2 separate regions of the Arachis hypogaea genome follow, and region 2 is linked to region 1. Evidence: chromatin contacts called from public Hi-C data. All regions are on one chromosome and are shown on one strand. The core of a region is the stretch at or near the end of the contact, and the rest is flanking DNA. Distances in the headings are between cores, read along the strand shown.

What was found. Hi-C and Micro-C count contacts between places; a contact is called where the count stands out from the background.
Region 2: a Hi-C map of leaf shows a contact between it and region 1, with 2.7 times the contacts expected there. The contact joins the enhancer-like site here to the promoter of LOC112754919 in region 1. A contact is called at or near these places in 2 of 8 Hi-C or Micro-C datasets (both in leaf).

What each region holds. Positions count from the first base shown.
Region 1 is chr16:126,967,517-126,974,426 of arahy.Tifrunner.gnm2.J5K5, reverse strand. LOC112754919 reads right to left here and starts at 5,656. Exons shown (of 3, transcript XM_025802741.3): 1 at 5,519-5,656; 2 at 4,038-4,096; 3 at 2,627-3,454. The coding sequence starts at 3,372. The coding sequence ends at 2,803.
Region 2 is chr16:127,098,592-127,105,625 of arahy.Tifrunner.gnm2.J5K5, reverse strand. No RefSeq gene overlaps it. Among protein-coding and RNA genes, the nearest start is that of LOC112754920, 11 kb to the left of the region's middle. Within about 2 kb of position 4,140, at least 1 of the 3 cell types and tissues checked has open chromatin away from gene starts, as enhancers often do.

The DNA.
Region 1 (6,910 bases), core at 4,407-6,906:
AAAATTAGCTCAAAATAAAACTATTGTATAGTACCAAATGAATCGAAAATCATCCATTATATAAATTCGAATTCGATGATAACGATAACGACGATACGTATTAGAAGAAGACAATGACGATAACAATGATGGAGGAGAAAGATGAAAAGAAAGGAGGAGACAAAATTCCAATAAGAGGAAGAGGAAGAGATGGTGTTGGTGACAACGGTAACAAAATTGAAAAATAATAAAAAAGGAGGAGGATAAGAAGAAGAAGAGGAGGGGAGAAGAGAACATGAAAAAGAAACGCGTAACTCAAATCACTTGAATGAACTTGAATGTAAATTGCTTGGATGTGGAGAATTACTCTATATTACTGGCTGCTTTGATCACATATCCTTTTGTTGCATTGGCAAATTTATAAGGTTAGGGAATTTAAAAGAAAAAAAAGGTTAAATATTTAAAGAAAGAGAAGAGTTAATATTCAATTTGGTCCCTAAATTTACATGCGAACCTCAATTTAATCCCTACAGTTTCAATTGACTTTTTTTAATCTCCAAACTTTTCAAACGTAATTCACATTAGTCACTGGGACAATTTTCGGCACAAAAACGTTAATGAAGCATTGACATGGACAATCAAATGTCATACTGGAACTTACAAAACGACGTTGTTTGGATTTTGGCGCTTAAATAGTCCAAAAATGATGCCGGATTACTTGTTTTAGGAGAAAAACGTTTCAATAAATACCACTTATGATGTTTTTTTGGACTATTTGAGTGCCAAAACAAAAAAATCGTCGTTTTATAGAGTCCAACGTGGTATTTGACTGTCTACATCAGCATTCCGTTAATGTTTGTGCGTCGAAAATTAGCCTAGAAGCTAAAGTGAGTCACATTTGCAAAGTTTGAAAACTAAATAGAGACAATTAAAATTTTAAGGACTAAATTGAAGTTTGCGTATAAATTGAGGGGCTAAATTGAGTATTATCTTGAAAGAAAAACACTACTAATTTTTCCATTCCAACTCAGAGTGTGTGTGGATGAGCAGAAGACATTTATCTTTCCTCACACCAAGTGCTCATAATTCAACCGTTGACTTGGGTACAAAAAAGTTTAAAACTTCGAGCCAATTATTTCACTTACAAACTAGCGTCTAGCTAAGATTAATTGAAGGTGAATACCCTGATTCGCCGAAAAAGTACTCCATCCCACCACCAAGAAAAAGGAAAAACTACCAAAAAGAAAAAACAAAAAAGGGTTACAAACTCTTCCATGGCTCCACCTCCATCCCACCACAACTCATTATTCAGCATGCAGAGTGGATATTTTCATGTGATACTCAAATATGAATTTTTTTTTTTTTTTTACATAATGCAATTTTTTCTCTTGTGTATTTTCTGTTAATCTGACTTAAGGGTTAAAATTTGATGATAAAAATCACATTTGAGTTATGAAAAAAGAAGAGAAAATCCATTCCGCATTCAGCATCTATATGCAGCCCTTCTCAAGCCTTGATATGATTTTAAGAGTCTGTTTGACAATTTTTCAAATCAAATTGCCATTATGTAGGGTCGAGTTATACATAAATAACGTTTGGCAATTACTCAGATTTTTATTTACTTTATTTTTTTCGATTGTAATTACTTAGATTTTTGGGTGAGACGTGGACTGGCTAATTTTAACATTTGTGCTACATCAAAAGATAGTTATTATTTCAGGGTCTGTGTTTCATCACAGCTTCTATGCATGAAGACCACTTTAGTCATTGTTTCGGAAAAGAGACAAAGAAAAAGAAATTTATTTAAAGAAAGAACCAAATACAAAAATATATAAAGGTGTTTTTTCCAATCCTCTGTCCGCCAAAAAATAGGGATCAGACACAATTTTGGCATTATGGGAGACACTAACTAAACCTAGACATTACTCGAGACCATTCACAAGAAAACCCTTAGTGGGGTTTTTGGTAAACAAAAGTGCCATAGGCCTAAAAAACCAAATAGCCTACACTAAAACAGGAACATTTCGGGGCAGAGACATCCCCATAGCATCACTGATCAAGAGTTGCTCGATCCCCACAGGGGCCAAGTTCCAGTATTTAGTGTTGGGTGACTGAGTGTATAGTGTGGGTGACTGTTGTGTCGTTATCATGCTATAATGCCTAGTATTGAAAGTTGTCCAACCTATTCTCCTGACCAAAAAATGAAAAGACCATTCACAAGAGAATCTAACCACAGCTCATCAAAACCATTCACTTAAAGATGACCTCAAATCAAAATATCTCAAAAACGAAAATTCTCCATTAAGAAACACTGGAAGTGTTAAGGTGAAAGGAGCTCGAGCCAAGCAAATAATGGAGCCACGTTCTTATGAAACCATTAAAGGCTTGTTACCTACTCAATGGAAATCAGAGTCATAAGCAAAATTTATAACTAAATGACATACATGACATTCATCAGAAATCACATGATAATTATTATTTTCTTCCCTCTCTTAGGTGATTCTATAAACAAATTATTGGCCTTATTTTGGGAGAACATTTTTCGGAAAAAAAAAATAATTAAAACAGAGAAGAAAATCCGTTTCTATAGTAGCAAAGCCAAGGGTACAGTTTATTGTATATAAATCAAAACTTGACAAGAAAATCATGATCTTAAAACTGAAATTGGAAATTAACGACCTTCAGCACCAGTTATAAAAACGGAAATGATGGTTGCATTAAGAACCCGGTCATAAATCATAAATTGCTACAGTTATGCGGCTCCAGATTATCTTCAACCTAAAAATAAGGGAATAAAGGTTTACAATACATAGCAAAACATGATCAACTGGTCTTCGGATCGGGCATGGGAAAGAGGCTGCCGCTTGCACCCCTTGGTGGTGCAAAACCCAAGAACTTCTGCAAATTTGTTCGGATGCTAATGGAACATAAGAAGTATAGAAATGCCATGGAACAATCAGTGGGGTCACTACCCTGTAACCCTCGATGGCTCATCTTCATAACAAGACCAAAAGGTTTAAAGGGTAATTTGGCAACTACCTTGCCTTCAAAGAGTGAATTTAGCAAACCAAAGACCACAAAGAGAACTAGCGCAACCACACCCCCAGACTTGAATTTGAAGAGAGACAAGTCACGACTGGATTCTTTCAGGCTTGTCTCAACACGGTCAATTTTTTTGGTCTTAGACTTCTTGATGTTGATTTTGTTGCTCTCTGTCTTCATTGTCTCAAGCTTCTTGGAGGCTTTGTCGATTGAAGAGCGAAGGTTCTTGTATGAATTGGTGCGGTAGATCAGAACCCATGAGATAGCCTCACAAACAATAGCTGTGCAGAAGGAGATGCCCACTACAGTTAGACCATCTGAGTACTTGAAATCTGAGAAAGGATTTGCCATGGAATGGAAGGAAGAATTTACGGGAAAATTATAGAATTAGAACTGGATGTTGGTCTGAACTGTTGTTTTAAGCTTCCAAAGCCTGTTAATATATAGAGACCAAATCATATATCATAGTGTAGGGTACGATAAATGATTTTTATAATTAAATTTATACTATATATATTAATTCATTCTAACCCATACAACATGTTTACAAATAATAAATATAAAATTATGAAAATACCAATTATCTCCACATTATTAACATAAAACTCATTTTCACAAATATGTGTGAATAACTATTGTCCTTCCCTTCCACAATACACAATAAATAACCATCACAGAACTTGACTTCGGCTACTTGCAATCCATGTGCTTAATGTATAATTAACAAATCTTAAAGGGGAAAAAATCCTTTAAGAAGAAAACAAAGTGAAAGAACTGATGGATGTAGAGCGATTTATATCAAGTTATCGACATCCCATTCCTGTCTGAGTGTCTGTCATGTTTAACAAAATGCAAACATCATGGCATTAAGAAAGTGATTTGTGCAGAAAAACAAACAGCAACCAGGGACTTGTCACAGATGTCTTGATGTTCAAACATAAAAAGCTCATACTGATTTGGTTGTAAAAGTGAATATCCATAAAATTAAAGAGGCAAGAATTAGGAAGCAAATTTACCTGGGCTAGCAAGGAAGCTTCCCTTCAAACTATGTCTCCAATTTCAAGATAAACTACAACTTCAGAAATATGAAAGTCACATAAAGTGCAATCACATAATAACACTACAGAAGCAACTAACATTATATAAAGTATAACCAATTAGCAATAAATAATCATCATTTAATTTTGTGATTGGTAGAGACTAAGGGAAGAGATTTAGAAAAGAGGATCTGTAATTTTTGAGAATCAATATGATACACGGTGCAACCTACTTATAGGTGTTTAGTCGTGTGAAAAAAAGAGAGGAGAAAGATAACTATTTAAGTTAAATTCAGATAATAATTCAAGTATCTAACTACACCATCCTAACTAATATTTAAATACTCGAACAGTGAGAAACTAAACACATATCTAAGAATGTTAATATACACATAGCAGCAACTAAATTACCAGAGCTACATAATAAGGATTAAAACTCTTCAACATCTATACACACATTAAATGAGTAAATGCTCATATCAAGCTGGTCCTAGAAATTATTTTTGAATCAACTTGGTAACCGATATTTTCCCATGAATCAAATTAGACATTGTGAAAACTTCCATTAACAGAATGCTATCGCGAACTGTTAAGTGCCAAAGTGGCACTCAAGCAAGACGAGATTGTTTCGTTGTTGAGTGAATCCCACGAAAACGTCATATTTGCCCTTCAAACACCAAATACAAAAATGAATTCACACCCCACCCCACATTAACTACTATTTCCCAGTAAAACAAACAAATTCTTATTCTTCCAACTCATCTTATGTCATCTTCTAGCCACTGTAGTACCACCTGATGACAAACCTATCCATGCAAGGACTCCATTAATGAATCGCAGGACGAACATGATTCACCGAGAAAATATCAGTACCACATTGATTCAAAAAATATTTGGGAACCAACTTGATGCAAGCATAAAAATTTAGGGACTAGGTTGAACATTTGCTCCAAATTAGATCATAAATTCTGTGCATAATTAATTCCAAGTTTCTATTAATATTTGAGTAAAAATCAACTCGAATCAAGTGATGGATCAAAGAACATCCAAATCTTCTTATTAAGGCAATACAAGATTGACATTAAATCTTCTTATCACACGAATCGCAAGTGATCGGAAAGCAAACATATATATATGGGCTTTTGCGACCTAAATGTTTAGATTTTGAATGTAACCGTCAAAAAGATTGGCCAGCCTCTCTACCCACTGAAATCTGAACTCCAACGGGTAGGGGTTGGACACAAAAGAAAAGATGTGATGTCAAAAGCCTTTGACTTCTAAGTTCTAACTTTAAGATCAACCAATATCCAAAACAGATAATAATAGCAACAATAACAATGATGATAACAAGAATAACAATCATAAAGAATTGAAGTTGGAAGACGCATTAGGACGGAAACAAATCAAGATAACCAGCACAAAGACGAAAGCGAAGAACACATGAAACAGAAAATTGGAACCTGCAGTTGGCTGTGACTGATGTGGAAGACGAGTGGAGCCGCTGCGAAAAGTGAGGACCGAAGAAAAACAGCGATGGGATTAGATTATTTGATCTGAGAAAGAAGTAAACAAAATAATTTGAGATCGTGCGACAGGTTTTTTTTTTTTATATGTTGGACGGAGTATGAGAAGAATTTTAAAATAGAGAAGAATGAGCCCTGTATGCTGCGGCCTTTATTGCTGAGCCCACTTATAAATCAATAATGACAATTATTATCACTACAAAAATTAATAATGTTATTTTTTATTTTTTAAAATTCTTCTTTATCTTTGTTGTTTTTCGTCAATGTTTTTTTAAAAATAATTTTAGGATAATATGCAAGAAAAGAATGAAAAAATTACTCTCTTTAATATTAAAAAAATTTAATCATTTATTTAAGACCATAATATGAATCAAAGACGAAGGGATTCTTTAGATAATTTTAAAAGTACTTAGTTAATAGTAATCATAGATAATAGAGAAGGGAGTTTTTGGATAATTTTAATTTCTATAAAATATCTTTTCTTGAATAATATTTAAAATAAATATTTTAAAAAATAAATCATCAAAAATTCTGTTGAATGATCAAATCGCTAAAAAAATTATTTTTTGAATTTATTAACAATAAAAATATTCTAAAAAAATATTTTAAAATATGATAAAATAACTAATTGTTAAATATATAATTTTAGAAAAAGACTCTATAGATGGGATTTTGATACAATTTTTTGTGAATATGATTAAAAATTAAAATATTTGTTATTTTTAAAATTTGGTATTTTTGAGTCAAGTAATATCTTTTGAAAACTTTTGCTCATGGCCAAAAATAATTTTTAAAAAAATAAAAAATAAAATTTAGATATCAATTTTTTTTATACACTTTCTAAATAACTATCCAAATATTTTTATAAATTTTCATATTAATCACTTGCATAATATCAAAAAAGTGCTTGCACAAACTTCTATTAGTAGCACCAAATATAATGTTATTGAGATAAACATACTCCCAGAATGATAATTTTTTTTATTTAAGATAAATAATGTTATATCAACCTTCTACGAATTTTTTGCAGAATCTACAGAGCCCACAACGACAAAGACGTGGATGATCCTTGTAGATGGGTTATTCAACAAACTCAAAAGTGGAGCAAGGATTCTTAAAGATCAACAATACAATACAAGAATATGAGTATCCCTCAAAACTAGATGGTAACAAATGAAGCCTCATTCAAGAAGCTCATTGTTGGTATTTAAATTTGTCTAGATATTTACATGTTATTGTTGTTGTTATTATTTTCTTTTTTTTTTTAAATAAAATTAAAAATTAAAAAAATAATTTTATTTTAATATTTTTTATATTAATATCCAAAAA
Region 2 (7,034 bases), core at 2,891-5,390, 130 kb before region 1:
ATTTACATTGGAAACAAGATACAATACGACAAATTCCAAATAGCTATAAAAAGATTTATAAGTATTGGCATTTATTACAAACATATTACTGTTTCTTTTCTATTTTTCTTCTTTGTTCTTTCAATAAGTTTTGTAAAAATGTCCAATGGTAATTAAATATATTTTTGAGTATATATCCCAATTATTACATGAAAAATAATGATGATGTGGTTGTATTTAAATGTGATAGTCCTATCTTTTTGTGCACTTGTCATTTAAGTTTTCTATCTGAGCTAAAAACCTAATATTGATGACTATGGATGTTAATCGGACAAAAGAAGTTGGATGAGTGGGGTATATGTTGTTAGCAACAATGAAAAATAGAGTATTTTCAGTTTCGTATTTTTTTGGTTCGATAGCAATGAGCATGTATGCCTAATGTTCGATGTTCACAAGAAAATTATGGCCCAACAAGTGATGAAGCTGTAAAAGTTGGTGACGAAGATGGTGGTGGTTGTGTGCATGTGAACTTTGTCCAAGATGACCCGTCTTGCATCACTCTCCTACACTGTGCTAGTAGAAATAGTGATCCGGTATTCGAGTTAAAGGCTCATATTTTATTATTATTAAGTTTAGAAGTTGTTGTGATACCTGAGCTGTCAGAGTGGCGCAGCCGGAAGCGTGACATTCTGATAGTAAGGGTGTTACATTAGTTCAATAAAACACATGGACGTGGACATTAAGGAGTCGGATGAAGAATACATTGACGACAGCAATAAAAGTAGTTCTACTAAGGATAAGGAAGAGTTTGTACTTGAAACCCTGGTAGGTGGAATAATTTAGTATCTTCTATCTGTCCTATAACTAGTTTCGGAGTTGTTAGCTGTAGCTAGCTACTATCACATGCTGAATCTTAATGCGATACATGAGCATACTCCATTTTTTAATATGAGTGAGATGCTTACAATATAGACAGCGATGTAAAATTTTGTATCGATTATAAATTTAAAAACGGAGAGATTATCATCCTAGTTATGAAGAATTACAGCATTTAGAGGAATGATGAGTATAGAATTATGGAGTCTGATTGAGCAAAATAGCATATGCATTGCATGTAATCTGTCGCATAATGTCTTTAGAATTTTTGTGTTACACTTCGACAGATTCATAGATATTAGTAAGCCACTATTTCGTAATCAAGTAATTATATTCTTGTTTATTATAATTATTTTGGAAAGAACGTATAACAATCTTATTTTAATTTGATAAGGAAGAGTGTAAATTTAGAGGGCCACACACTTGTCTCACCTCCACCATGTCTCAGGATTATGGATAGTTTGAAATCATTGTCCTTTCTTGCATTTGTATGTGCCATCAAATCCGAATATCTTACATATCTAAGAGAAAGGTCTAATAAGAGAGAGATAGAAAATGAAAAACATTTGAAAATTATATTTGTGCATATCTCGTTTACGGTGTAAACGAATTGATTATGCACATATCTCATTTATATATTTACTGTTACACAACATGTGTATCTGTGATACGTTCATTAATGTCTGTATTTTATCTCATTTACAGTATAAATGAGATATGTGCATAATCAATTTTTTTACATGATAAAATAATAAGACGTAAAACATAAATTGACCATAAATTATTTATATCCGTAAATAAAATATTTAAATTATTTATTTAAAAAATTCTATTTTAATAATAATACCTTATAATACTTATGAAAATTTTATATTTGACGGTTTAGACATGTCCATCTTTTTGAAGATTCATCACAGGAAAGTAGATTTAGGGTGTAGTAAGTAATAAAAACCGCTCAAAATTAAAGATCTTTGAAGCTAAATAGCAGGGCTATGGGGTAGAGCCTAATAAGCATCAAAACAGCTGAAACCTGTGGAAATAGGTAGTTAGAGACCCTTTAAACGCAATATCTGCTACAAAAGTAAGAATGGCTTCACTCCAACAAAAGGAATTGCTGAGCCACCTTTAGAAACTCGGTCATGAACATCAACATGGGAACACATCACATAGACATACAATTTCTCATGCTTCAGACTTCAGTCTTTACCCCTGCTTCTATTCAAACCACCCCCCCCCCCCCCTTTCTTCTCTCTTCTGACAATAAAAGATACTACACCACAATACAGAAGCAGAGTCATCATAAGAGGAGGGACAAATTGTGTTAGGATCAAGAGTTAAGAATCTATGACAAAGGAAATTAGTTAATAAAATATTATATATGTTATTGTATATATTTTTTAGGGTTCGTTGTATTTGTTGCAATTGCAAGTTTTGTAAATTATTTTAATTTTGATATGGCATAAAAATATTTTATATAATTATTTAATCACATTTATTCTTTAAAATAATTTTTTACGCAATTAATATAAAAAATATATTTTTTCTAACACGTGGTGTTATGTAATTGAATTTACGTGACAATACATTAAAATTAAATTTTTTATAAATAATGTTAGAAAAAAGTGTTATATATATATATATATTATATAAATTAACTAGTAAATCAGTTATTATATATTTATGTATATTTATATATATTATTTTATATAATTTTAATTTAATATATATTTTATATTATAATATATTTTATATACAAAAAACTATTTTTTTATATATAACATAATTTACTTTAAAAAACATAGAATTAAGAAAAGAAAATGACACTTTCTTTTTGATAATTAAGATGTTTAAATAATACTTATTTTTTTATTTATTTATAAAATATACAATCCCTCAATTGATTATATACAATTTACACCGTCTAATATATATATATATATATGAACAAATCTTAAAATAGTCTATAAAAAAGAGTAATTTAATAATTACAGTTTAAGTTCATAATTTTTAGATCACAGTATCACACAGAATTAGATTCGGCATGTAGTTCAGTCACAAATTATAGAATTCATTTAGGTACATTTAAAATGTTCCAATTAAAAATTGAAACATCAATGTTATAATAAATTCAAAGAATATATTTTTTCCTCTAAATAGATCTGATGATTGATATTTAATAGACTATGCTAATATAGTACTTACTTTCAAAAAATAAAAAAGAGAATTATAGTACTTGAAACTTCATCATCACCATGGACTTTAGGGTTATAGGTAAATTTATATTTAAAAATATGAAATTGCAAAAATGCATGAAAAATGATACAGAAAATCTTGTTTGAGTTGTTCTTAGAGTCCCATTTGAAATTACTAGAATAGTAGAATGTACACTTTTTTGTCTTAACTTGTCTCTTATTTATAGAATTATATGAAGAGTTTGATAAATGGTTATATAATATAAAAAAAATTAATATAATGCACACAATATTTGATTTCAACAAAATAATTAATTATATAAATTTAAATTGAATTCGAATAGTTATATAAATTTAATAATTTTCTATTAAAATTTTAAAATATTATGTTACTTGAATAATATTTACGTATAAATTATCACTTGCAAGCAATATTTTCACTGTATAAAAATAATATAAATCTTCCTATTATAATTATTATTTCTAAGTAATGTTTTGAATCTATATTAATAATTAATAGTAATAATAACATATAAAAATGTATTATGTACAATACAGTGTAGAGACTTGTCAATTCAAATATGGTGTAATTGGATATATAACTTTTTTTATTATGATAGTTTCTTCATCTTCAAAATAAATAAATTAATATATTCATTAAATTATACAATACAAATCAACTTAGAACATTGAAAGTTCCAAATCTTTGTGCGTTGCGCAACTTTACGTTTAATTAATTTTTAAGGTAGCTATAAATATTTTTATTTTTTGATTAGCTTTTGTCAGAAAAAAAACAATTGTCTTTTCTAGAGGGAATGGAAACTTTGGTAAGGAAAATTTAGGGACATATCTAAAATGTTGCAGTTAATGTATACCATTGATTTTTTGTGGATGGAGAATCTAATAGTTTATTGAAAAAGGGATATTGTAATGATGTCTAACAAATGAGAAAACGTTTGAATTCGGGGGTACATATAAAGGTGATTTTTAAATTCAAAATTCAAAATAAAAAGACATCCCAGACATACCATGTGTCTATGCAGACTAAAGAAATAGATAAATATACAATACAATACAAAGAAAGACAATAAAGAATTGAATAAGCCAATACTATAAAAAATAGAGTTAAATAGTAATGATGACATGGATGATGGATACCTTTAAATTTTCAATAAGAACGATATGCATAAGAAAAATTAAATAAAACAAATATTTTTGCGTGTTTCATATTCTTTAACATTTTACAAAAGTAAAAATACAAGAATATAATATATTTAAATTAAACTAAACATAGGTATATATAGGTTGCATAGAAATAAAAAATGATTAATTTAAAGAAAAATTTAGCAATAACACAATTGTATTTCTATTAACATCCTTAATTTTTTTTCTTTTTTGTAGATTAACAAATGACAAACACCCTTATTTTACTTTCTCAATAGATTAATTGTAGAAAATAGTAGAAAAAAATTATATTTTTTTTTATATTTGGAGAGTATCTCCGAAATAATGATAAAAATAATAAGATTATCAATAATAGTGTATAAATTTAAAGTATAATAGCATATTTATAAATGATTAAGTAAATATACAATAATATTTATAAATGATATTTTCAAAAATATAAATTATATAAAAATGATAATAATAATAATAATAATAATAATAATAATAATATATTATTATTATTATTATTATTATTATTATTATTATTATTATTATTATTATTATTATTATTATTATAAACTCACTCTTTAGTCTTTACTATTAGATTTAGTGTTGGATCCCATCTGACAAAAAATTCCTTAAGAAATAAGTTACCATTCTGATTTTTTGGTTCCGACACTAATAATGTTGGTATTATCGGAAGATTAATCGGACAATAAATTAATGAAGTGTTACCATCAGATTTTTTTTTACTGTAAATTCGCCGATAACAAAAGAATTATTTTTTAAAAAAGTAATAAATTAATTAATATTGTCAAATTTATCACATTAAAAATCAATGTTTTAGTGGTACTTTTAGTTAACTATATTATTATTATTATTATTATTATTATTATTATTATTATTATTATTATTATTATTATTATTTAACTAAATCATTTTTCTATACACAACAAATAAATAATAAATTTATTAATGAAATATTTTTTCAATCCAAATTACTAATAAAATATTATAAATAAATAAAGACTTACATATAATTATCTTTATATAAATTAATAGTTAAAAATTATTAAATAAAAATTTAATTAAATTTATTAAATTATTTAATAATTATTAAATATCAACTTCGTGAATACGAAAATAATTGCATACGAATTTTCATTTTATAAATGCGTCCTAAATTTACTTAGCACTGCAGCCAAAACGCTATAACGATATTAAAAATGCTATATATTGTAAGTCACAATAAAAAATGATATTCATGTAATTAAGAAAATATCGCACCATTAAATACTTTTTGAAAACTACCAATAACACTCTTAAATTTAGTTTGGTAAAATTTTTATTTTTTAAGAGTAATTTAAAAATTGTAACATTTATATTTGGTAAATCAAATTAAAATAATTTTTAATAAATATGAACAATAATAATTACGTTTGGTAAAATAGCTTTTAAAATTTAAAAATACTATAATAGACATAAATACAAGTATTAAATTTGAAAATTAGTTAACATATAAGTTTATATTAGACTTTTAAAAAGTACAAGCACCTCTTTGAAAAACTTTACCAAACCGAACCTTAAATATTTTGCTACCGATAAAACTATTTCTAAAAGATTAAAACGATAAAATAACATGACAAAATAAATAAAAAACTTTTTATATAAATAAAAAATTATATTTTTTTTACTTGAAAATGACTTGTTCGTTTAATTTAAATTTTTATAAAAATATTTAGATAATTATAAGTATGTACAAAAAATATTAGAGTAAAATTAAATTTATAAAACTATTTTTATTTTTTTAAAAAACATTTTGCCTCCCACAAAAAAATTCACAAAAATCAACGTGGCATAAAATATCAAGTTTAAGGATAAATATATATTTTTTTTAATTATATTTATAAAAAGCGATGCCAAAATCGATTTCTAAAATATTTTTGATAATACATTTCTACCATTTTGATTTTTTTATTAACATTTTTAAATTTATTCAGGGTGCTTTTGTTGTTTAAAATTTTCAGAGATATATTCGTCGATGTTTAATTTTTTTTTTTTAATTTACAAAACCCATAATTTGAAATTTTAGATGAACTTATTAAGACCACCACAAATAGACACGTCACACATATACATGTCTCTCATGTGAACTAACCACTACAGAATAATTATTAAAAGTACATATAGATTATAATGTCGATTCTCCTGTACTACATATTAGCTAGGGTGAAACCAGAGAATCAGAAAGTTTATGTGAGTATTGTTCTCTTCTATCTAACACATATATGCTTTTCAATATAAAGTCAATAACTGCATATCTTCAAAGCAACATTTGAAGTGATATATCATATATGTCAGGGAGTGATGGCCATATATTAAGAATCACGATGAAAACTAGGTTTAAACTAGGACTTGGCAATTGCAGTGCATGATGACTATGAACCACTAGATTTATATTCACTTATTCTTAGATGATTATCTAATATAATAACTTAATATTTTTTAAGGATTACTGAGTGTTTATATCCCATAATAAAAATAATAGAATATTTATGATGTATTGCAAAAAATTTTTCAAATAATATAGAACAAAATGCATAGAAACTATGACAATTCATGCGTATGTGAGGCAAAAAAAAAAAAATTGGATATGAAATCTTTTTTAGTGTTATTTTTAAAGATAAAGATGTATAGTGTTGAACTTTAGAGTGATGGATTTACTCTTTTTTAGTGAATGAGAGACTTTTTTATATATTTTTTTAAATTATTCCTAAAGCAACTTGCTTATAATGAGAAGAGTTTTTTTTTTTTTTTTAA